Linked DNA regions of Hordeum vulgare: all the other regions are linked to region 2. A link is a contact called in public Hi-C data. All regions are on one chromosome and are shown on one strand. Each heading gives the region's core, a stretch centred on a gene start, on an enhancer-like site or on the middle of the called end of the contact. The rest is flanking DNA. Distances are from core to core; before and after follow the strand shown. Region 1 holds the start of LOC123395571 (vegetative cell wall protein gp1-like). Region 2 has its middle 130 kb from the start of LOC123395714. Region 3 has its middle 180 kb from the start of LOC123397542.

The links. A called contact is a pair of places that touch in the nucleus more often than the background predicts.
Region 1: a contact with region 2 is called in a Hi-C map of seedling, with 4 times the contacts expected there. The contact joins the promoter of LOC123395571 here to the enhancer-like site in region 2. A contact is called at or near these places in 3 of 6 Hi-C or Micro-C datasets (leaf and seedling).
Region 3: a Hi-C map of seedling shows a contact between it and region 2, with 4 times the contacts expected there. The contact joins two enhancer-like sites. A contact is called at or near these places in 1 of 6 Hi-C or Micro-C datasets (seedling) and 1 of 1 datasets of contacts at active chromatin or transcription factors (embryo).

What each region holds. Positions count from the first base shown.
Region 1 is chr5H:72,347,949-72,351,068 of MorexV3_pseudomolecules_assembly, reverse strand. LOC123395571 (vegetative cell wall protein gp1-like) reads right to left here and starts at 1,281. Exons shown (of 2, transcript XM_045090584.1): 1 at 538-1,281; 2 at 1-32. The coding sequence starts at 1,173.
Region 2 is chr5H:71,846,535-71,849,754 of MorexV3_pseudomolecules_assembly, reverse strand. No RefSeq gene overlaps it. Among protein-coding and RNA genes, the nearest start is that of LOC123395714, 130 kb to the right of the region's middle. Within about 2 kb of position 1,349, at least 2 of the 3 cell types and tissues checked have open chromatin away from gene starts, as enhancers often do. A contact at or near this core is called in seedling, where this site is marked.
Region 3 is chr5H:71,416,152-71,419,399 of MorexV3_pseudomolecules_assembly, reverse strand. No RefSeq gene overlaps it. Among protein-coding and RNA genes, the nearest start is that of LOC123397542, 180 kb to the right of the region's middle. Within about 2 kb of position 1,684, at least 3 of the 3 cell types and tissues checked have open chromatin away from gene starts, as enhancers often do. A contact at or near this core is called in seedling, where this site is marked.

The DNA.
Region 1 (3,120 bases), core at 32-2,531, 500 kb before region 2:
GTAGCCTTGTGGTGGTCTCGCGCCGCGTCGCTCTGCAAGTAGGGCCAAGGTTGCAGTCAGACAGTGAGCAGCTAAAAAATAATAGAGTAGTGTGTGTACCTAGGTCGTTAATTTAACTTATATAAAATTTATTTTTAATATAAAAATTATATCATTAAAAAATAAAACATATAAAGTTTTTAATGATATATTCTTTTTAATATATGTTTATCATTAAGTTGGTCAAATCGACAAGCTAGATACATGCTGAGATGGAGGAAGTACTAATATTACTAGCGTAATGAAAATGGACCACCACTTGGATGGCTCCACGTGTCCAGAGGGTATTAATCTCCCATGCGTGCAGGGTGGGTCCGGGTGGTCTTGTTGACCGGACGTCCACTCGCTGACACACGGGCCCTTGCAGGCGGGCGCGAGGCAGAGGCCATCAAATCCGGTTTAGCGCGCCGGGTTTGGAATCCGCCGGCAGGGATCCGTCAAGCGCGTGTACGTGGATCGTGTAGCAGTGCGGTAGTAAATGGGTGCGGGGATACGTACCGACATGTCGGCGGCGGAGGGGCCGGGCCCGGGGGCGAGGCCGCGGCCGGTGGTCGGCGACGAAGCGGCGGATAGGGGGGACGCGGCGGGGGCCACGTGTTTCTTGGTCTTGGGCTTCTTGCTCGGCGACGGAGCCGGGGCGGGGACGACGACGGGCGCCGGCGCGAGGGCCGGAGGGGACGTCGACAGTGCCGGCGCGGGGGCGAGCGCGGGGGGAGAGAGAGCCGGCGCAGCCATCGGTGGCGGCGATGTGGGAGCGGCCGTGACGGGCGCCGGTGCCGGGGGAGACGTTGCCGGCGCGGTGGCCGGGACCGGTAATGTGGGCGACGGGGAGCTTACGGGGGCGGGTGTGGGGGGAGGCAATGCTGGTGGAGCGGTGGCCTGCACGGGGGCAGCGGCCGGCGAGGTGATCTTGGTGCTGGCGTGGGAGGGGGAGGCGGCGGGGGAGGTGGAGATGGGGTTTTGGGACGATGAAGGGACTGGGGTACCTGTGGTGGTTGGAGAGGCGGCAGTGGGGGACTGGGCGACGGCGCCGGAGTGGGAGGAGGAGGAGGGCGCGGCGGCAGGAGACTGGGAGTGGGCGGTGGTGGCGGCGAGGAGGAAGATGGCGAGAAGGAGAGGGAGGAGGCGAGCCATGGCAGCACTCAAGGCAAGCTGATGGGTGCGCTTGGGGTTTGGGTTGTGTGAGAATAGCAGAGAGCGAAGCTGGGTAGCAGTAGTGTAAAAAGAGGCGCACACTGACGACTGGCCAGCTTCCGTGTGTGGTAGAGTCACTTCTTTTCTTCACCAGATTCTTTTGTGGGAAACATTTGGAGACGGACTGGCCGGCCCCGCGCGTACGAGCAATGCTAGATCAACGGGCAAGAATTTCCTTTTAAAGTACTAGTAAAAGAGTCTGTTAACAAAGAAAAAATATCACATGCTTCAAACATAATAATCGTGACTCAAAACCTTAGTAGGTTCACGCTCTTTATTTTAAGGGCAGCACTCTCCACCGGCGCGTCGGCCCAACTGTTGGGTCGGTAGTGCTCCAGCTGTCAGATTTGATACCTCGAGCCGTCAGATCCCGTCGTTCCCAACCTCCTATATCTTCAACCTCTCGTACACGAAAGGGAAAAGGCCCGTCTCGCAGGCCCCGACGCCCCAGCACGCGCCGACCGCCTCACCTCGCCTCCTCACCACTGGTCGCCCTCACCGTCGGTCGCTGCTGGTCGCCGCCCTCACCTATGTCGCCTTCGTGCATGTCTAACCTCCTGGATGCAGCAGCGTGCGCTCATGGTTGCAACCCTTGTAAAAAACAATACGGTTGCAACAAAACAGAACGACAGATGTAGCAAATTTGTATAATGGTTGCAACATTTTTCTATCATGGTTGCAACTCGCCCATGTCAACGGTTGTAGCAAAAAAATAATACGGTTGCAACAAAAAAGAATGACTGATGTAGCAAATTTTTATAATGGTTGCAGCATTTTTTATCATGGTTGCAACTCCGGGTACAACTCCGTCGAAGTTTGATTGCAACTCTCACGGACGTGGTTGTAACTTTTTTTATCAACGGTTGAAGCTTTTTTATGCCGTTTGAAGCTTTTTGCACACTGCTTGTAGCTTTTTTTAATAGATGCATACACACAGATCCGTCCATGGAAGGAGGCAACCATGGCATCTCCCCCGTGGCTCGGCCCGAGCACCGGCGATGGTGGTTTTGCAGCAGCGCCAGCGAAGGTTACGAGGACGTGCGACGGCGCTTGCGGGGGAGGGGGGTGACGGCGTCCTGCGCAAAGGGGACACCAACGAAGGCACGAGGGAGTGCGGCGGTGCCTGCGCGGGGGGAGGGGCGACGGCGGACCGCGCAGAGGGGACACACGCGACGGCAACGCCCCCGTGAGGGGAGGGGGCGTCGGCGACGTGTAGAGAGGGGACGCGCGCGATCCGCCCAGATCGGACAAACACGGTGCGTCCGGCCGAAACGGTTCGGCCGAGGTGCCGTGTATAAACATTTCCCTTATTTTAACATGACATCGTATTAGTCTTGTTGTTTATCCTTCTTCTCACTCTCGAACATGCATGGTCGTAGATGATTTCTTTCATCTCTAATTTGTTTTTGTTGAGGTGTTCATTCCTAATTTAAATTGACACCGATACAAAAGAAAGACACGTCACTCACTGCTGATTAATGTTGCATTCTAAATATAGCATTGTTAAAATATTAACATGTGAAACAACATCATATTTAGATTCTACGCATTTTTCTAATCAATTCTCATATGTAAGATGTTGATAATGGAGTTAGGGTTTAGAAGATATGAATATTTTTTGAAGCATTTGAATTTGTCCCTAAACAGCATGTAAATGTGATTAACAGGTAAAAATAACATCATATTCATATTCTATATATTTTTCTATTCAATTTTATATATAACATGTTAAAATTGGAGTTACAGTTTCAAAGATATGAATATTGTAAAAAACATTTAAATCTATATAAAAACATTTCCTAGACGAACATCGGATTTATTAACCACAATATCTTTTTGCAAAGAAAGCAAATGTTTTCTATTCTCACTTAAATTAGGTCCGTAGGT
Region 2 (3,220 bases), core at 100-2,599:
CATAGAAAAATAATAGATATGATCATCCACCATATTTCATGATTTGTTTCACAATTTTGTTAACTTCCTCCGAAGATCGACACTTGGACCGACACTTGACTAGTCAACACTCATCCTTGACCGTGGACACAGCTACTCGAATAGTTTTGACTCTACACAGGGTGTACTCTTTTCCCACAGCCCACGGGTTCCAAATAATCATTCGGACTAATCCCGTGTATGGTTTGTCATAAGTAAGCAATCAGAACTAGTACACACCCATTTTTACCCCCGCGAAGTCCGGCTTCACCCGGACTACGCTGCCAGGGAAAAACCATAAGACGGAGAGGCTCCGACCTCGACTAGCATGGGATCAAATTTATACCGCACGCTACAAGGGAAGATCTCTTCCCTCTCGATCCCAAACCAAAAACACCCATGTCCCGTGACCGGATGACTGGATTTAGTCCACGACCATGGATACCTTCATCCCGGCCCCTCTACTTGTTGTGTACCTGGTAATAGGTTTACGACCTACTGAACCATATTCCCTTTCAGGAAGACATGTGGCAGCACGGATGGGTTAAGGTGACGCACTGACAAGACTTGATCTACGGTCGACTCACGAGGTTCAACTTATCCCCTGCATTATTAGCACCATCAAAGTGTTTCCTGCAAACAGAGTCACTACCCTTCGTGCCCCAACATGCCCCGGTGAACATTCTCGTCCCACGAGATGTCAGTTCCAAAATCGTATCTCCACGAGACCCGACTCTCTTTGGATCCCATCCGGTAAGCATGTGTGGCAGACGAATGTGACTACTATCCCAAGCATCTCAATCATGCAATAATTGTACTTTTGATCATATAGCCACATGCATGATTACCACCTGAAATATCACCACTTATTTAATATAACCATAAGGCTTACTACAACAAGCAAACCACACACCACTAAAATATATCAAGGTTCATGATGCTTGCCTTTGGAGTTGAGGAAGTTGGTGGCACCCCGAAATTCTTGAAGTGAGTCTCCTCTTTTACACATCCAATTTTGAAAATATTTGAATTAACACACAAATTCAAATAGCACACAAAAGTTGTTTCAATATTTTTGAAATAAATCTTAAAATAAACTAGATGCAATTTGAGAGAGGTAGGAAAAAGAATCAGTCCAATCAGAATTTTCTTTAAAAGTTAGAGCTAGTCAAAGTTTTGGTCAAACTCTATTTTTAATTAAATCAGAAAATAAAAGCGCTTAGGAAGGAATACGCTTTCAGAAGGGGACGCACACTTACAGGAGAACGTCTCCTAATAGGGAAAGCGTAAAGGCGGGGCTGCGCCACTTGGCATCGGTTGATTCACCGATAGACGGGGCCCGCCTGTCCGGTTCTTCTCCTTCCTCCCGCGCACACGGGACAGTGGCAGACACGACTCCGGCGATGATTGCCGGCAGCACAGGGCACCGTTCCTGCCGCTCGGCCCATCCACGAGCTCAGGGAAGAAATCCGCATCGCAGGGAGGGGGATAGAACCTCGGGGAAGCTCTAGAGTGAGCAGAGTTTCACCAAAGGTGGGTGGAGCTTCGGCACGCTGGAACTTTGGTCTATGGCGGATCCCGGCTAAATTTGGCGATTGGAATGGGTTCTAGAGGCCATGTTTAGGCTATAAGTGAGGTTATGGAGAGGGGGAAGCTCCGGAACGCCGGAATTTAGCAGGAGGGTGGCGGCGGCCATTTCTGTCGGAGGTGGGCAATGTGACCGTCTCTGGTTGAATTGATGCTGGTCGGGGCTTCCTACGGTTGGGGGAGGAACTCTACTCTGCTAGAACTCGGGGAGGGGGCTTTAAAAAGGCCGGGAGAGTCGGTTCCCGCGGCTCCGGGGATAAGAATGACGGTAGTCATCGTCGTACGCCTCCATTATTGCCGAGGCAATGTGGCGGGGCTCTAGGCTACTCCAAGGGTGGTCCAAGAGCTATCGGCACAAGGGAAATGCCTGGGTGGCTCTGGCCACGGCACGACCGAAGCGGGCGTCAGCCACATCACCTTGCCGGCGACGGCTGCGCTTGATTGCGGCACGGGCAGTAGGAGAGTGCAGTAGGGCAGCAGCAGGACTTAGCAACATTAGGTGGTGCAAGGGAAAGGAGACCAGGGGCAGCTGGCGGTCAGGGATGGCTTGGGTGACGCTGCCATGTCCGGTACCATCCATAGCTTACAACTAGCTGCCAAGGGAGCTCTGCCGGCGGTGCTGCGGGGCTGCAGGTGGCGGTCGGGACGGCTCCCGTGGCTCGGAGAGGTCGAGGGGCGTGGCACTGCGTGAGGGAAAGAGGCCAGGGCTCGGGGTTGGTGACACGGCAGCTCGGTGCGAAGGCATGCAGAAGACGCGCCCTGGACACGCCCACAGCACACTCGCAAGGTGCTCGGCGAAATGTCGGCACTCTAAAAATGACTACAATGAGGCTCAAACTTAACACAGATATACTAGGTGTTAGAGAAAACCTGCTAGACATGGTGGTTTGGTCAGGCCATCAAACTCTGAGTGGAGCATTGGAACTATGCCAGAATTCGCCATGCACTACAGGTGCTTGATGAATTGCGACAGGTCTCTAATGGGATTTGTTAGTGTCCACAAACTCCAGACCAGGGTCTCTCTGGGGGTTATTCATGATGGCAAGGTTAGTTACATCAAAGGAGAAATTTGTTAGTACAAATTTTGGAGAAAACCTTTTGTGGTCAGAAACATGGGGCATTAAAACATGGGCAAAAAATATCCCAATGGATCTCATCTCATGGAATTAAGGGTTTTCTTGGGTGGAATACTAGGAGTAGAACTCTCAAGACAAATGGATCAAAGCAAAACATGGTTGTAGTACAAAGTACCAAAGTGGACAAAAACAAAAAAGAGTTGTTTTGCTAAATTTTTCCAAAGCACCAAGTTGGGTTTTAGCATAAAAGTGAATTACATGCATTACTTGACATCCCCAAATTTTTATAGAATTTTTGAAAGGTTATATCTAGAGGTTGTAGTACAAATACCAATTTGGGCCAGAAAAGAAAAGGACTTAATGAGCTCATATTTTTTCAAAACACTTGGATATGTTTTTGCATAAAATTTGTTCAGGGACATCACGTGTCACCTAAATTTTTTGTAGAATTTTTAGAAAAAGTTATCTAAATGTTGAAGTGCAAAATAGGTCCTTAAAGGAATTAAAAGTCAGTTTTGATTAAAAGAAACGTTGGAAAA
Region 3 (3,248 bases), core at 435-2,934, 430 kb after region 2:
GAAAACATCTTATATTTTGATACAAAGGGAGTGTGTTTCTTGAAATGTTTATAACCTTCACTACTGCTCTCATACGGCTTAGTTTGGATCAATATATCCAGCTATCAGCTGCATGCAATTGTCATAACCGACCTACGGACCAGAGTTCTACAACGAAACTTAATAAAATCGCTGGATTTTCAGACAGCCGGTGCTACAACACTGACAACACTGTGACAGCATGCAAAGTGCCCATAGATATGGTGGTACAGTACCATGTAATAATATCAGCTGATCGATGAGTGAAAGGGAAGCTAGCTAGCTAACCACCCAACGCTAGCTTAGCAATGTCGATCGTGGAAGTGGTGTGCACGTGCACGAGAGGTGTAACTTTAATCGTAAGGCGGGCAGTAAAAGAGGTGGGTGAAATGTGTGTAAGGTGGCCGGCCGCGTCAGGATTTACTGGATTCGTACGTTTTGCCAGGATTTTACCGCGATCTTAGCTAATCATGTTCTTCTTTTCTTGGTTGGCTGTTGGTTGATTGGGTGTGTGTTGACGAATGAAAGAAGCCAGGAGTAGTGAGGTTCAAGATAGGTAGATATTACTACGAAATAGGCTTGCTGCAGCTCATTACAGGCGCAGCGTGAAATCAACGCCAATATATTGATATATACTGTCTATAACTCTATATAGATGAAAATGGAAAACAAGATAAATAAACCAATAAACAATACTCCACAAAGATTTGATCCACTCTAGGTAAAATCACGGAGTATACTGACTGGGCTTGATCCACTCTATTTAAACCATTCACAAAGATTTGATCCAACAAGAGTAAATTGAGTTAGAACCTTGACCTATGTGTAATTACACTGGCAACAATCATACCATCGGCTTTGCTCGAGCTTCCGGCCTCTCCGTTGCCCTAAAACCGTATATCGGCCCGAGTTTTACAGGCCAGGAGTGTTTTAGGGGTTCTGCTGAAGATGCTTTTAGTTAGGTGGAGGACAAATGTGTGTGCTAAATTCGCAGTCAGACCAGGACAAATTAAGCCAAAGAAATCTACAAATTAAGCCGAAATCCGCAGGCATCGTGATGCAAATATCGAAGTCGAAGCATAGCATGTATGCATATGCCTGTCATCAGTATAAGAGCAAGTACAATAAAGCTGAGTCAGCTGGCTATAAGGAATAAACTAATATATTTTTGTTCAGTTAGAAGAAAAAAAAGAGGGGAGAGAAGGTAAGCGGGCTCTTAGCTAAGAGCCAGCTCTAGCACGTGCTCCTAGGCATTTTGTGAGTATGAAAGATGGATCATATAATGAAGAAGTAATACACTTTTATAATGAATATTGTACATGTTAGCTATAAAATGGCTATAGATGACATGACAATGACACAGCAGATGGTTATACTATTGTACTTCCTCTAACGCCGCCCGTAGGTATGCATGCATATGCGCTGCGGCTAGGGACGGTAGGCAAGCAAGTCTAGCTATGCCGCTTTCTGAACGGACGGACATCCGACAGGCACGTATAGACAGGGCTGCATGCCATGCATGGCTGCATCGGCGCTGGCCGCTACGGATCACGTACCGATGTCCAACCCCAAGGCCGTACGTCATCGGACCGATCTTGGCCCGAAGCTGGCGTTTAATTTAGTTTAGCTTAGCTCCCTTCCGATGGCTACCGGACAGGGATATACTGGCCGTTAAAAGCCCAAATTAGCTTGCATGCATGCATGCAGCGGCTGGCTGGCTAGCGCAGCGCATAGGCCTGACGCTTGCCTCGGCGGCTAGCTGCAGCGCGTTTCGTGATGAGGTCGCACGGGGTTCGGCGTGCTTGTTTGTCGCGCTCGTTCGGTGTAGTATCGTAGTCGTAGCCGCGTGCATTTGACCATGGCAATGCTAGGCTGACGAAGACAGAGTATCGTTCTGCTTCGGCGGGAAGAGCAAGAAAGATGAACATCTTTGGCGGTGCACATCTCGTCGGCACTCAGTAGGATTGAAATAGAGGCTTGCCATGTTTTCCTAGTACGGTTTTGCTAAGAACATCTTCAACAAACACTCTTAATTCACGCGCGGCATTTCTTTTATCGAACGCTACATTCATTACTTTCCCGCACGCGACGGTGGTGCGGTTCAACGAAGGCGTCAAATTAAAACGCTGGATACAACGCACTCCAACAGGCGTTAGATAAAATGCAGAAGAGAGAGAGGGGGGAAGAGAAGTGGACGGTGAGTGGCGCAAGCTATACTGGACGCGGCATTTAAAACGCGTGCTGCCACTTAACCCCCCGCGCGGGGACCAAATTTTTTGCGCGCGCTATTTTACCACCACTGCTGAAGAGCGCACGGAGGCGCGAACGCATCATTTTGACGATTTGTCACGCGCAGTGCGGTTTTACTGTTTCTGTTGGAGATGCTCTAAAAATCAGTTCACTGAGACTTCTCTGGTCTCAATCGATACTATAATTCGTTGATTTTGCATTGAGATTCGTGTAGATAATTTTTTGTAGTTTTTTCTTCTTGCATACTACTATACCACTTGACTAAGACTTAGTCGACTGAGACCTAGACACACCCTTCCTAGTATCTTACCCTTTTGATGAACCGGTCCACGGCCATGATATTGCAGCCGAAATCTCACAATTTTCGCTCTTGAGAGTCGCACTGTGAATAAAGATTTGCCTCACTCCGGAAGCGCCCGAGGTGCACTGAGATATTATTTTCGATTTTCGATGGACTCCTCGTCGTGTATACAACAGCATGTAAGGGCATCTCCAATGGTTGTAAGATAGTTGTTGGTAATTTTGACACATATGATTTTTGATGATGTGTCATGCAATAAATGAGGAAAGAGAGCAAGGTTGTATGTAAATTAACCAACACCCTTGCACAAGCTCTAATGTAGAATGAGAGAGCACCTTATTTATTACATCACATCTTATTGGGCAAACTAGATACAACCCATTGAAGTAGTTGTATGTTAAGGTGTTGGTTGATGACATGGCATATTTTACCAACAACCTAACCAACAAACTGTTGGAGATGCCCTAACAAAGCCAGGCTAGTGGACTTCTTTTAATATTTAAAAGCCCATTAGAAGGTCCTTATGAAGACCTCCTATTCCGCGCGTTCATCGCTGCCTAATCAAACTGACGCTCACGGCAGTCCCCTGTTGGACCGGCCCAGAAATACGTAGCATATCCTGACATTTCGAAATAGTCCAGTCGATCGCTATATGGGTCGGTCCATGCTGTCACTAATT